Linked DNA regions of Sus scrofa: region 1 is linked to region 2. The links are chromatin contacts, called in public Hi-C maps. All regions are on one chromosome and are shown on one strand. The core of a region is the stretch at or near the end of the contact, and the rest is flanking DNA. Distances in the headings are between cores, read along the strand shown. Region 1 holds the start of KLF6 (Kruppel like factor 6). Region 2 has its middle 120 kb from the start of AKR1E2.

Evidence for each region. Hi-C and Micro-C count contacts between places; a contact is called where the count stands out from the background.
Region 1: a Hi-C map of skeletal muscle shows a contact between it and region 2, with 4 times the contacts expected there. The contact joins the promoter of KLF6 here to the enhancer-like site in region 2. A contact is called at or near these places in 1 of 5 promoter capture datasets (liver), 15 of 47 Hi-C or Micro-C datasets (brain, embryonic fibroblasts, fetal heart ventricle and 11 more) and 2 of 2 datasets of contacts at active chromatin or transcription factors (alveolar macrophages and skeletal muscle).

What each region holds. Positions count from the first base shown.
Region 1 is chr10:66,486,660-66,490,048 of Sscrofa11.1, forward strand. It overlaps KLF6 (Kruppel like factor 6), which reads left to right and starts at 1,786. Exons shown (of 5, transcript NM_001134353.2): 1 at 1,786-2,094. The coding sequence starts at 1,993.
Region 2 is chr10:65,809,111-65,812,454 of Sscrofa11.1, forward strand. No RefSeq gene overlaps it. Among named protein-coding and RNA genes, the nearest start is that of AKR1E2, 120 kb to the left of the region's middle. Within about 2 kb of position 1,926, at least 16 of the 83 cell types and tissues checked have an H3K27ac peak or open chromatin away from gene starts, as enhancers often do. A contact at or near this core is called in retroperitoneal adipose tissue, skeletal muscle and subcutaneous adipose tissue, where this site is marked.

The DNA of each region.
Region 1 (3,389 bases), core at 536-3,035, 680 kb after region 2:
TTATGAGTCATCCTCATAGGCTCTTTAATACAATAGATACACTACGATAATTACCTTTCCTTTGGACTGACAAAAGTCCCACCTAGAATCTTTTAGGCTCATATTCCTTGTACACTCGAGTCTGCTAAACTCTAACATACAAAATCCTCTCAAAATTCTTAAACAGACTTCATTTTTTTTTAAACTTCAAAAGCATGTTCATTAAACTCTATTTTGAAATAAAAGTGAAGGTAGTAGCTGTAATTCAATTTTCTATTTCAAGTTTTAAAAGGCACATTCTACATGTTCTTGGTATTTTTTTCTTGAAATGATCATGGGATATTTCAGTAGATAATTTACATATATTAAAAAAAAAAAACCCACCTTGAATGTCAGCTTCAACCTAATTTAAACTGTTTACACGCTAAGGAAAAGTCTAGTCGTTAACCTTGGTGAGAGTCCTGGAACCTTCTTGAAATGAGGACTGCCCTGTGGTGACAAGTAAAAGGACACTTTCCAGACCCCAATTCCCACATTTTAGATTCACCTGGGAAGCGTGTTCCAAACACAGTGGCTAGGACAGCCCCTACCCCCAGCTCCGATTCTGCAGGTCTGGGGCCAAACTCCGGAAAGTGCATTTCTGAAATGTGGGCAACTGGTACCATGCTGTTCTGAGAGCAGTTAAGGCACCCTCATTTTTTGCCCCCTTCATAAGGGGCCCAAATTTTTAAAAGAAAAATGTGGTCTCATAGAATCAAAACAAGCAGGTCCAACGTGGGTCTCCCCAGCCATTCTGATCCTTTCCCTGCAGGTTCCGCAGGCATCTGGGGGCACAGGTGGGTCCCCCAAGTGTGTGTCCTTTCCACGGGAAGGGGGCGGAAGGAGGGAGCTCAGAGGCACGCACCACAGCGGCTCTGGAGCATCTCAGGCCCCTCCCTGCCCACCTTCCTGCCCCGCCACCCCCCCACACACACCTGTGGGGATGCTCTGTCCACCACACCTGGGTCGCAGGGGCCAACTTAGGACTGCGGGGTATGGAGCAGGTACAGAAGGGGACTGATGGGGAGGGGTGACAGGAGACAAGGGCGGGGAAGAGGGGGAAGAAAGAAGGGGACGGAAGACGGGGATACAGGGAGGACCGAGAGGGAGGAAGGGACGGCGGGGGCCAGAGAAGGGCAGGTCGGCCCGAGGCTGGAGGGGAGGGGCGGAGGGACCCCGTCTGGCTCCCCTCAGCCCCGCGGCGGCGCACTGAGCCGCTGAGCCGGGGGCAGGGGACAGGGCCCGGATGACCGGCGTGAGGAACGCGCGGGCCCGGGCTGCGGGGACCAACCCGGGTGATGGGGACGAAGACTGGGACCAGGACGACGGGGGTGCGGGGACCGGGGACGGGACGGAAGGGACACCCGGCTCCCTCGGCCCGGCAGCGGCGCACTCAGCCGCTCGGCCGCGCACCTCCCAGCACCGACTCCTCCGGCGCGCGGCGGCCCGCGCCTTATATACCCTGCTAAAAATAGCCTGCGAAGCCGCTTTCCAATCAGAGCCGGCCGAAGTTCGAATTCAGCCAATGGCGAGGGCTGTGATGGAGAGGCTCGGTCACGCCAGGCGGGGCCGCTGTGAGCCGCCGCCCGCCATTGGCCGAAGCTGACATCATCTTCGCGCAGCCCCCGGGCCAGGCGCGGCGTGATTGGGCGGTGCGATGGGCGGGCGAGGGCGAGTCACGTGGGGAGGGGAGGAGGGGGCTGGGCGGGGAGGAGGGGAGGCTGGCAGAGGAGCTTTGAATAGGGAAGTTTTGCAGGGGTTACGTTTGCAGTCAGTCCGGTGTTTGCAAATATTGTGTGGGCTCGAGAGTGCGTCTCCGGGCTCCGGCAGGATCCGAACCCGCGGCGCCTAATTGCTGCGCACTGAGTTTGCATGAACTTCCCCGGCGCTGCAGGCACGACTGCTGCGCTCCCGACTCCAGACCGCACACCTCCCTGTTTTTACAACAGCAGTGACTGTCTTTTCCAACCCGACATGGATGTGCTCCCAATGTGCAGCATCTTCCAGGAACTCCAGATTGTGCACGAGACTGGTTACTTCTCGGCGCTGCCCTCCCTGGAGGAATATTGGCAACAGGTAAATAGGAATTTTCGTGGGCCAGGTGCCCCGGTGTGCCGAGGAGGGAGTGCATGCACGCACCGACAGGACGGTGTGTGGTTGGAGGTGCATTTCTTCTTCTTCTTTTTTTTTTTTTTTTTTTTTTTTTAGTGGTTTGGGCAAATTTTTTTAAATTAAAATAATTAGTCCTAAAACGTACTTCTCCTGCCTCCGGTGAGGAAGGCACTTTAAAGAGGCCTTTACGGCGTGGAGCGGAGTTGACATTTGAGTGGGGCGCAGCAGCGCTTGGTCACTCCGAGTGTTTTTGCCCGTTTCTGGGGCTTATGAACTACCAGCTCCGGAGGGCAGACCCAGCTCCGCGGCCTGATCCCGGCCCCAGCCCTTGGCAGAAGTTTGGTGCTTGTACCAGCTCCAGACTCCACAGCTGGATCTGGTCATATGAACTTGCATGGACTGCCAAGGGTGTTGTTGTTGTTGTTGTTGTTTTTAAGGGATTTTGTTTTTGTTTTGCTTTTTGGTGTTTGTATGTAGAGGTGGTTTTTTGGTTTTGTTTTGGGTTTTGTTTTGTTTTGGTTTTTTTTTTAATTAAGAATTAAACCAGCAGAACATCCGCCAGCTCCTTTTCTCTAGCAGGCCATTTTCAATTTCTTAACCTTCTTTGGAATCCTTACGATTTGCCTCCATCTGCCTTGTTTTTCTTACCTGTTTCTTTCTTTGACCAGAGAAAGAAAAAAAAAAAGAAAGAAAGAAAGAAAAAAAAAACAGTGTTTGCACAAACAGTGACTTATCAGTCATATGACAATGAGCCGGTCCGTATTGCTTCAAGTCTGAGTTTGGGAAGAAGAGCCTGTTTCCGGCATTTTTTAGTGGGTCTGGAATTTGGGGCATTGGACATTTGAGAAACTTAATTTTTCCCCTTCTGATTCATTGGGATTGCCTGGAGGGAGGGAGATTCTGACACTTGTCCCATTGTCTTTAAAGGGTGGAAGGAGGTTTGGGGTTGTCTCTACCCTACGAGGCTGTTGGCTTTTTGTCACAAAGTGAATTAGCAGATCAGATATATTCCATGGGTTTCAAAGCCTAGAAGGCTTTTAGGGGAGATGAAATGCAAAGTGTTACAACCTTCACACGCCTGCTTAATTGTCGGCAGCCCTCTCCTGCCTCCCTCTCCCTCCCTGCTTTTCCTCCTAAAGAAGCAGCTTCCTAGGACGTGATTGAAATTGATCTAAGTAGTTTCCTTGGGCATTTGGGATTTGGGCCACAAGCCAGGCTGAGCTCTCGGTCGCCTTCAGAGGCTTTTAAACTCTCCGAGA
Region 2 (3,344 bases), core at 676-3,175:
TCGAAAAGTGTTCACAAGGTGAAGAAATCAGCCCCTCACACATTGTTGGTGACGGCGTAAAATGTTGCAGCCACTTTGGAAAACAGTCTGGCAGTCAGTCAAACTGTCAACGTAGCGTTTCCGTTAGATCCAGCAATTCCACTCTTAGATATATACCCAAGAGAAATGAAAACATATGTCCAAACAAAAACTTGTACATGAATGTTCATGGCAATATTTTAAAAGAATAGCCCCAAAGTGGGAAAAAAACAGAATGTCCATCCAATAATGAGTGGATAAACAAAACACTGCACAGCCATAAAATAGACTATTACCCAGCCATAAAAATAAATGAAGTTCTGGAATGCCCTAAAACACGGATGCACCTTGAAAACAGTCTGCTAAGAGAAAGAAGCCAGAAACATGAATATAAAATGTCCAGAAAAGGCAAATCCACAGAGGGAAAAACTAGATTGGTATTTGCCAGGGGCTGAGGAGGGGCGGGGGAAGAAGCGTTACTGCTAAAGGGTAGGGAATCAAATTGTTTCTTTACAGTTTGAAAATATTTGAGAAATACATAATGGTGATTGTGAGTACACGGAACACTGCTACAGTGTACACTTTTTAAATGTGAATTTCATGGTATGTTTTAATCTCATTTAAAAAATGTATAAGAAAAGAAGACATAGCCATGAAATGGAGAAACAGACTTTATCACTACACTACACAAATATATATTTAAAAAGAGTACTTAGGGCTGGACATGGGCATATCTGGACATAAACTTTTTTTTTTGCAGTATAAGCACTCAGTTCCCGTATTTTGAGCCATCTTGATTTTGTAACAAAACCTGCAATGATATATATGTATTATATACTATTTTGCAAGGTAGTGATTTAGTAAAGCCAATGGCTCTTTAACAACCCCCAGTTACTTAGTTAGCAGTCATGACATCTCACCGAAAGGCTGTGAGCCTTCATCATAACAGGATTTGACATATTTGGGCGGCTCTTTCTATACTTTTCCTATCGGCTCATTTCAAACTTGCAACACACGAAACACTTTCGGGAAACGAGAACTCTTTTGTTCTCATTTTCTGCATGAGGAGCGCAGAAGACCCGAGCGCCAAAGGGTCATACCCAGGGGGTACTGAATCAATGATGGAGACAGTACCAGTCTCCCGATTCCCACGCTTGAGTTATTACCAAACTCGTGGAAGAGAGAGCCCACACACAGCAAACGTGTGCAGCCATTTACACATTTGGTGAGAACATTTTTTCCTGCTGACTTGGGAAATAAAAGTCAAGGCTGCTCGGCGGTTTCATTGCCGTGAAATCTTCTGTCAGCTTTATTTTTAAAGCCCTCCTTCTCTGAATGGTGTGAAGACCCTTCAGCAAGGTATCCGTTCTACTCGGTGAAACAGCATGCTCCCAGCACCACGTGACTCTAAAAAGATGGTTTTGACTCTGGGTGGTTCACAGATTGAAATGCATGAACACGCAGGCCAGGAATTTTGTGTATAGAGAACACGGAGGCAGATGGCGAAGTCATTGTGAGTAAAAAATAGGTCTGTTTCTCACACCGATTCCTTAACTGAGCCATTTGGGATCAAGGAGGAAACTGAAAACGGCCGGTGACGCCTGGCCCAGGCAGGTGGCACGCCACCCTGCGGTGACAAATAGGACATGGGCAGGGAAATCTCTGCCAGCCTGGAGCTGCGTCTTCAGAGGACTGGCGGCCGTTTCCAGCATCTCCAGTTTGCTCTGTGCCACCCAGACTCCCTTGGCTGTGTCATCGGAATCTCCGACTGGAGGCTGAATGAACGCAGCGTTTGTTTGCTGGTGACGCTGACATCATCCTGGGAGCTGAGAAAGCCACTCCGCCCTCAGTCAGAGGTGGAGGGTCCCTGGAGATCTGTTCTCATGACTCAGGCAGCTGCTCTGCGCACACAGCCTCTGGGGAAAGGCCTAGAAGTGTTTCCCTGCCAGGGCACCCTGCCCCCGCCACTCCTGCGTTGTTCTGATTTGGACCCAAGCAACTTCAACAACAACGGGAACCACATGTGGCCAAGAATTTGCTCTTTCTTCTGAAAATGAGGGTCTTTGGAGAGGCCCATGCAGCTTTCTCAGGCTGGGCTCGCGATTTGCTTTTACAGGGAACAGGATAATTTAGGAAACAAAGATAGAAGTCAGAGACGTAGAGAAGGAAGAAATAAAAGCCAGGCCACTCAGAATGGTGCGTGGGACCATTCATATACTAGTAGTGAAATCATGGGGTTTTTGTGCCTTTTTTTTTTAAGGGCAGCATCCACGGTATATGGAGGTTCCCAGGCTTGGGGTTGAATTGAAGCTGCAGCCACTGGCCTACGCCACAGCCACAGCCATGCCATATCTGAGTCTGCGACCTATACCACAGCTCACAGCAACACCGGATCCTTAACCCACTGAGCAAGGCCAGGGATCAAACCTGCGTCCTCATGGCTGCTAGTCAGATTTGGTCCTGCTGAACCATGATGGGAACTCCTTTTTGTGCCATTCTTAAATAGAAGTCAAATGATTTTATCTAAGCTTTTTCTGAAAAAAAAAAAAAAGACAGTTTGCTTCGGGTTAACTTTTTTTAAAAAAGAATTTATTTGTTTTCAGAGCAGTTTTAGGTTCACAGAAAAATTGAGGGGAGGGCACAGAGATTTCCCATACCCCCTCTGCACCCCCCACAGCCTCCCCACCATCAGCATCCCCACCACCAACATCCCCACCGTCAGCATCCCCACCATCAGCATCCCCACCCTCAGCATCCCCACCGTCAGCATCCCCACCGTCAGCATCCCCACATCAGCATCCCCACCACCAGCATCCCCACCATCAGCATCCCCACCATCAACATCCCCACCATCAGCATCCCCACCATCAGCATCCCCACCATCAGCATCCCCACATCAGCATCCCCACCATCAGTATCCCCACCATCAGCATCCCCACCGTCAGCATCCCCACCACCAGCATCCCCACCATCAGCAGCCCCACCATCAGCATCCCCACCATCAGCATCCCCACCATCAGCAGCCCCACCATCAGCATCTCCGCCATCAGCATCCCAACCGTCAGCATCCTCACATCAGCATCCCCACCATCAACGTCCCCACCATCAATATCTCCATAGATGGTACATCTGTTACAGCTGATGAACCTACAATGATGCATCATAATTATGCCAAGTTCATAGTTTACATTAGGGTTCACTCTTGGTGTTGTATCATCTGTGGGTTTGGACAGATGCATAATGACACCATTACAGTGTCATACATAGAAGTTCCTTTGCCCTAAAAATCCTCTGTTCTCCTCCTTTTCCTCCTTCCTCCACCCCTT